Regions from separate parts of the Sus scrofa genome. Here region 1 is linked to region 2. Evidence: chromatin contacts called from public Hi-C data. All regions are on one chromosome and are shown on one strand. The core of a region is the stretch at or near the end of the contact, and the rest is flanking DNA. Distances in the headings are between cores, read along the strand shown. Region 1 has its middle 58 kb from the start of SLC39A8. Region 2 has its middle 19 kb from the start of CISD2.

Evidence for each region. Hi-C and Micro-C count contacts between places; a contact is called where the count stands out from the background.
Region 1: a Hi-C map of retroperitoneal adipose tissue shows a contact between it and region 2, with 2.3 times the contacts expected there. The contact joins two enhancer-like sites. A contact is called at or near these places in 6 of 47 Hi-C or Micro-C datasets (alveolar macrophages, embryonic fibroblasts, mesenteric adipose tissue and 3 more) and 1 of 2 datasets of contacts at active chromatin or transcription factors (alveolar macrophages).

The regions. Positions count from the first base shown.
Region 1 is chr8:118,545,249-118,548,808 of Sscrofa11.1, forward strand. No RefSeq gene overlaps it. Among named protein-coding and RNA genes, the nearest start is that of SLC39A8, 58 kb to the right of the region's middle. Within about 2 kb of position 1,818, at least 4 of the 83 cell types and tissues checked have an H3K27ac peak or open chromatin away from gene starts, as enhancers often do. A contact at or near this core is called in retroperitoneal adipose tissue, where this site is marked.
Region 2 is chr8:118,143,913-118,147,451 of Sscrofa11.1, forward strand. No RefSeq gene overlaps it. Among named protein-coding and RNA genes, the nearest start is that of CISD2, 19 kb to the right of the region's middle. Within about 2 kb of position 1,254, at least 7 of the 83 cell types and tissues checked have an H3K27ac peak or open chromatin away from gene starts, as enhancers often do. A contact at or near this core is called in retroperitoneal adipose tissue, where this site is marked.

The sequences.
Region 1 (3,560 bases), core at 568-3,067, 400 kb after region 2:
GTCCTCGATCTGCCTTTAGGAAAAATCCATTACATGAGTTTAGCAAGCATTCCTCTCTCCCTGAAGCTGCCACTTGGCAATTTTCCCATCCCTTGACCCCTCCTCCTGCTTCATGGCTGTAAATCCCCACTTGTCCTTCTTGTTTTGAGGTCAGCACAATCTGTCTTCCCACTGCAATAGTCTTGGATGAATTTTTCCTTACTGTTTTAACAAGGGTCAGATAATTTTTCATTAACTCTATCCATCTTTGCTAGAGTAGAGAACTGAAAACAGCCTAAATATTTATTAGTAGGGGTTGACTAGATGCATTTTAAAGCCCGATCTTTGAAATCACATGTGGGCATTAATAAATGAATAGTGGCCAATATTCATAATATACTGATAGATTTCCCATGGCGGCTCAGCTCTAACTAGTATCCATGAGGATTCTGGTTCGATCCCTGGTCTCACGCAGTGGGTTAAGGATCTGGTGTCGCTGTGAGCTATTGTGTAGGTTGCAGACATGGCTCAGATCTGGAGTTGCTGTGGTGGTGGGGTAGGCTAGCAGCTGTAGCTCTGATTTGACCCCTGGCTTTGGAACTTCCATATGCTTCAGGTGCAGCCCTAAAATAAGTAAATACATACTTACATACATGTATCTGCATTGTTCTAGGCACTCTATCTGTTGGACCTTCAAAAGGAACTGTTCTTCATCCTTTGCTCCATTCTTGTCCTCAGTGGTGGCTTCCTCTGCTCCTCAGACCTCATGGTTGAAACCTTGGCTACTGCACCTCTGGTCACCTTCTTTTTTTTTATTTTATGATTTTACTTTTTTTCCATTATGGTTGATATACCATATCCTGTCAATTTCAATTATATAGCAGAGTGACCCAGGCATACACACACATACATATATTCTTGTTCTCACATTATCATAATCTGCTCACCTTCTTACTGCAGAGCAGAACCTTCTCTTCTCTCCAGAAGGGACAGTTCCACCTTCTTTTCCATCCCTGAGATGTGTTCCTCCTCCCAGGAGGAGGACTGGCTTATCGGACGGGTGACACTGAGCAATGACAGGTACATGCTGAGCTTTGTTAACCAGCGGAGAGGCCACAGGTCAGACTGCGGGCAGCACATCTCTTGTTGCTTGTACATTTGTGGACTTGTGTCGCCACCCATCCTTGGTCTCTCGGTAGCAACTGGGTCAGCTTAGGATGGTCCCTGGCAGGCCCAGCTGAGTTCTAAGCCTGATAATGGATGATGGTGTCAAGCTGGAGCTGTTCTGTGGGATCAGGGGTCTGCCATCCAGGAGTGGCCTCAGCTGAAAGTTGTGTCTCCCAACACAAGTTACAAAACTCTTTGTTTTGGAATTATTTGGTTTCGCCTGAACTATAATGCTTGGTCTGTGCTCTCTCTCTAACCAGATCCTTATGAACATTTCCAAGGTTTTAGGGAACAGAGGGAAGGAAGCAGTGGTGTGCTGGTAAACCGGCTCTCTGGGGGAAAAAGGCCAGATGGTAGGAACTGCTGACTTTTGTAATGAAATGTGCTTGCCATGGCGTATTTTCAGCTCCCGTCGGGCTGGTGGGCAAAATGCCTGGGTGTTTAACCCTCAGCTCTGGTGAGTGTGCTCCAGCAGCCTGTGGTGGGGAAGGAAGCCACCAAGCTTCATCACAAAATGTTTACCACAGTGAGGGAACAACTTTCTCTCAATCCATTTCCAAACTCCGGCAGAGAAGTTTTGGTGGCCAGATTGTCAGGCTTCGGTCCCTGGTTTTATTGGCTGTGACCAAGAGACCACGACTACGTAGCAGCAGGAGGCACAGTGGTTGTGAAACTGACAGCACTAATGGCCTGAACTTAGCCAGAACACAGATTGAGACTTGAACCCACGTACCAGGACGTTAACCCAGCCAAAACCCAGACTGGGACTCCAACCCAGGCTAAAACCAGATTAGGATTTAGACCCATGGTTTTAAATTCGAGTTACTCACCCTGTGTCTGGACTCACTGAGGTTCAGGTTCTTTACGCCTCCTCACAGAAGGAATTCAACCAAAGACAAAGTGATAGGCAAGAAATAGATAAACTAGGATAGGATGCTAGTGAGAGACACAAGTGGGCAGGCAAGCAAGCTTCTGCCTCGAGGATGCCCTGGGCCCCAGTTTTATCATCCAAGGGGCGGGTGTTGGAAAGGCCCACCTCTTCCTTTCTGGGAGTCGTAGCTCCTCCTTAGTACCTGGTAAAGTGTGTATTCAAATCAACTGAAGACTGGTCTTCAAACTCTTGCCCTGGTCTGAATCTGAATGCAGGTCTCCTCCCACCCCCCACCCAAGGACCAGAGGCAATTCTCGCACCTCCACTAGTCAAGCAAGCCTGCTTATTCTGAGGGTTTTCCTAAACTTACAGTGGTCCCCCAGCTTTCCCCAGGTTTTCCTCTTTATCTATGATCCCTATCAGGACTTTATTTTTTTATTTTATTTTTTATTTTTTTTTCTTTTTGGCTTTTCTAAGGCCACACCCATGGCATATGGAGGTTCTCAGGCTAGGGGTCCAATCAGAGCTGTAGCCGCGACCTATGCCAGAGCCACAGCAACGTAGGATCCGAGCTCTGTCTGTGACCTACACCACAGCTCTCAGCAATGCTGGATCCTTAACCCACTGAGTAAGGCCAGGGATCGAACCTGCAACCTCATGGTTCCTAGTTGAATTCGTTAACCACTGACACGATGGGAACTCCCTGTATTGGGACTTCTACAACTACTGGCGCCTACTCTATCCCTCTCCATTAGCCATCTTCTGCAATGAGTCAGAGGCAGTTAGGGTCAGTGTGTGCTGGGCCAACAGCCCAGTCCGTCTGGGTCTCCCATAGCAAAGCCTCAGACAAAGGCTTATATACATGAAGTTTACTTAAATATGACCTCAGAAAGCGGAAGTACAGGACTGATAGGAAAAGAGAGAAAGACAAAATATGGATGTATTATTAAATTCACAAATCTTACCCTTTTGTTAATATTGGGTAATAAAAGGGCAATTTACCCAAATAATACCTAAGGAGGAAATGAGCTGGTAGTTGCTAGGGGCCATCACTGGAGCCTGAGACCAAATCTAATGCAGAGGAGAGTAGAGCTGAGAGAGGAAAACACACCAGTCCTGGTGACACCATTTCACCCCTGACCGGGGGATGTTCTGATGTCCCACGTGTCAGCTGTGTGGACCACTCTCCCCTTCAGTTTTGGTTGTGTGAACCAGTTAACTTCTTTATTGCTTAAGCCATTTGGAATCATGTTTTCTGTCACTTGCTCATAAAGAGTTGCAATTGCTGTACTTCACAATAACAGGGATCGTTGTATTCTGGTTGTGCGGTCGTATCTTTTCCAGCAGGTTGTCACCTCCTAACGTCAGGACCCGTGTATCCTATTCCACTTGTGTTCTCAGAACCTAAGAGAGCACCTGACATATAATAGAATTTTGTGGACTGAAGGAATAAATGTGTAATATTAATTTGGCATCTATAATATTGATCCCTTCTAAACTTCATCAATGCTTTTAAAATATTAAACAATTTTTATCATTTAAA
Region 2 (3,539 bases), core at 4-2,503:
ATCCTTGATGTGCTACTTCCATCTTACGATGGATTGCTACTAGGCCAGCTTGTCTTTATGCCTTAGCAGATCTAAGAGAGCCAAGCTCATGATAGGAAGTTCTAGCCACATGGTCACTTAATGTCCATTGTTAGGTGGATCCAGTAGCATGCATGAACATATTAAAGTATATAATTATTCCATATGATTATATGGTATATAATATCAGCAGACAGCAATGGCCTTGCTAGAGAATGTCATAGGGCTATGTTGTAATTTTCATATTGTGATTTGCCGTAAACTCAACATGGTAATTTTTCTCACTGCCGACATTTCCAATATAGGAGAGTTGCTGGACTGTATGGCCCAAATGATAGGGCTGCTTGTGCTGTAGCCTGAACCTGCTACAGAGTGTTTTCCTGTTTCAAGCTCCTGTAGGAGCTGGCAGCCTCTGTGTCACTCAGTGTATGTGTCAGAACAGTATTCCCAACTATAGAATATGCTGCCTCCAAAACCCATAGAGGCCTGTGAGGCATTGTATTTCCTTCATGGTGGGAATGGGACATGCAATAATTTGCCCTTTATTTTAAACCTATCCCAGACTACTGGACCCCCTAAAATCTTTTTTTTTCTAAATGTAGGCTGTTGTCCTTCCCATGAATGCAAATTTCTTCTGGTAAATTTCCAAGTACTGCTTCAGCTATTACATATCTATTGATCTGTAATCTTTTCATCTTCATCCATTTTTAAATGTTTTAATTTTTATTATATTTACTTCTTGGTTCCATTGATTATTTGGAAGTATGTTTTTAACTTCTAAAATTTAAAGATCTCTTTTGGATAACCTTTTGTTTTTGATTTCTAATAGTAGTGCTTTGTAGTCTATATATCATTTTAAAGGTTTGATACCTTTAGGCCTAAGATTTGGTCAATTTTTATAAATATTTCAAATGTGCTAGAAAAAAATAGGGATTCTTTAATTGTTGATTATAGTTCTATGTAATCTATATAGCCTTACAAATTTTATGTCCATTGAGTCAGTTACTGAAAATGATGTTAAAATCTCACACTGTATTTGTGGATTTGTCATTTACCCTTTGTAATTCTATCAAATTTGGCTTTATTTATTTTGAGGATATATTATGGATTTGCAGTTTTAGAATTGGTATATCTTCCTGGTGAATTTTTACTTTTGTTATTATGCAGTGTGAGGGGAGGGGGGTGAGTTTGAGCATTTTGGGGCTGATTGAAGAAAGATATGGCCATGAGGTGGCAGTAGCACACACAAGCTTTATTTTAGTGTTACTTTGACGGGTTTGTATGTTGGGAAAAGACCTAGCAGCATGAGACGAACCTTAAGCTTGAGCTTAAGGCATGGGGCCACCATCCCAAAAGGGAGGAGGACAAGGGTACTGGGGGAGGGCATCAGATGGGGGTTTTATGTCTAGGGTGCTTATGTATGATGTCATTTAGCAGCATGGCAGGAGTCTCTGGGTTAGAGAATTACAAAGCACAACAGCTGCTTAAAGTCTTTATAGCCCAAGGCTTATTTTATCTGTGGCAAACAGATTTTGGACGGTTTCACAGAGTAGGTAAAGCAGGCAAGCTCTAAATGGCTAAAAATCTGTTTGTGTGGATTATGCTTATTGTTTCTTGTTTTTGTTTGTTTGTTTGGCTGCACCCATAGCATGTGGAAGTTCTTGGGCCAGGGATTGAACCCAAGCTGCAGCTGTGGCAGTGCTGGATCCATAACCCACTGTGCCACAAGGGAACCTCCATTGTTTGGACTATGTTTAAAACAAGTGGATGGGTAAACTTTTGGTTTGGTGCCAGTGGGCTTTTGAGCTAATGGTTCTCAGTCTGCTGTGAAGAAATAAGCAACCCATGAGCCAGTACGCAGAGGCTCATGTATATAACATATAATGACTTTCTTTATCCCCTCTTTTGCTCATCATTGTTTATTATATTTTACTTTTTTATTAGTATTATTGTATAAAGTTTCAGTTTATAGTAGTCAACTGTCTTACTATTTATTTGTAATTCAAACTGCTCTAATAAGAATGTTACTTTATTATTTGCTTCCAGTTAACTATAACTGCTCTGGGTAAGGTCATCAATGACCTTCATGATATCAAATCCAATTAATGTTTTAAACTTTCTTATTGTGTATATACATGTTTAATTTATATAATTTGAAATGGAATATCATACATGGAATGTAGTATTTTTTTGTTTGTTTACTCTTTACTCTGTCTTCTCCCTCCTACCCAAATTCCCATCTTTACTTACCCTCTCCAGACAAATGATGTCACTCTCATTATGATGTATCATCCCATTTTTTCTCAGGTTCATAAAGTCGACATTTATACATACATACGTACATACATATATATATACACAGTGCCCAAAATAAGAATGCATTATATATATATATATATATATATATATGAAAAGAGGGGATTAAACATGCCATACTGCATCTTGCTTTTTTCCCTACTGCATAGAAATGCTGAATCAGGGAGTTACTGTTGTGGCTCAGCAGATTAAGAACCAGACTGTGTCCATGAGGATTCATGTTCCATCCCTGGCCTCGCTTAATGGGTTAAGGACCCAGGTTTGTCTCAATGATGTGATGGTGTAGGTCACAGATGTGGCTCAGATCTGGTGTTGCTGTGGCTGTGGCCAGGCCAGCAGCTGTAGCTCCAATTCAACCCTTAGCCCAGGAACTTCCATATGCTGCAGGTGTGGTCCTAAAAAGAAAAAAAAAAAAAAATACACTGAATCAACCAACAGGGCTCTAATGTGTATTTTCCATTAAGATCAGTGTTGCAATAAAAATGTGTGTGTGTATATATATATATATGTATATTTGTGTACAATTATATCGATTTTTATTTCTGTAGAATTACTGTGATAAAGAATATTTTACTCCAAAAGTTACCAAATTGTTTTAGAAAAAGATTGTAATAGTCTATATTTATTACTACCAACATATGAGACTATTTGGTTCCCTCCTCCAAAATTCCCACCAGTGATAGGTATTGCTCTTCTTAATATGTGGCAATACAATGGGTTATAAAGTGACAGTCTTCTAGAGCTTTGTTTGTATTTCCCTGATTACTAATGAGTTTAAGCATAATTTTATTCATTTTGGATTTACTCTTCTATGGTTATGTCTTTGTATTATTTTCCCCATGTTTTTGTTTGCCTTTTTCTTGCCCATTTGTGATACACAGTGCATAGTTTTATAGATATTAACTCTTGTCTGTAACCCACATGGCAATTTCCTCATTTATTACATATTACATAGAGACTTTATCACTTTTGTTACAAAAAATTATTAATTTTTGCATCATAGGTTTTCAGTGTCTTTAGTCTACTTTCTTTTCCTTTCCCCCTCTCCCAACTCTTTCTAAAATACTTTTTTTAAAATTTTAAAAATAATTTTGTCATATCAAAGCCTTTAGTGAAAATTGGAAATTCAATTGTTTTCTCTTTGAATTAAAACATCACATTCATCCTGTATTAAATTTTCATCTCAATTCTTTATTCTTATTTAA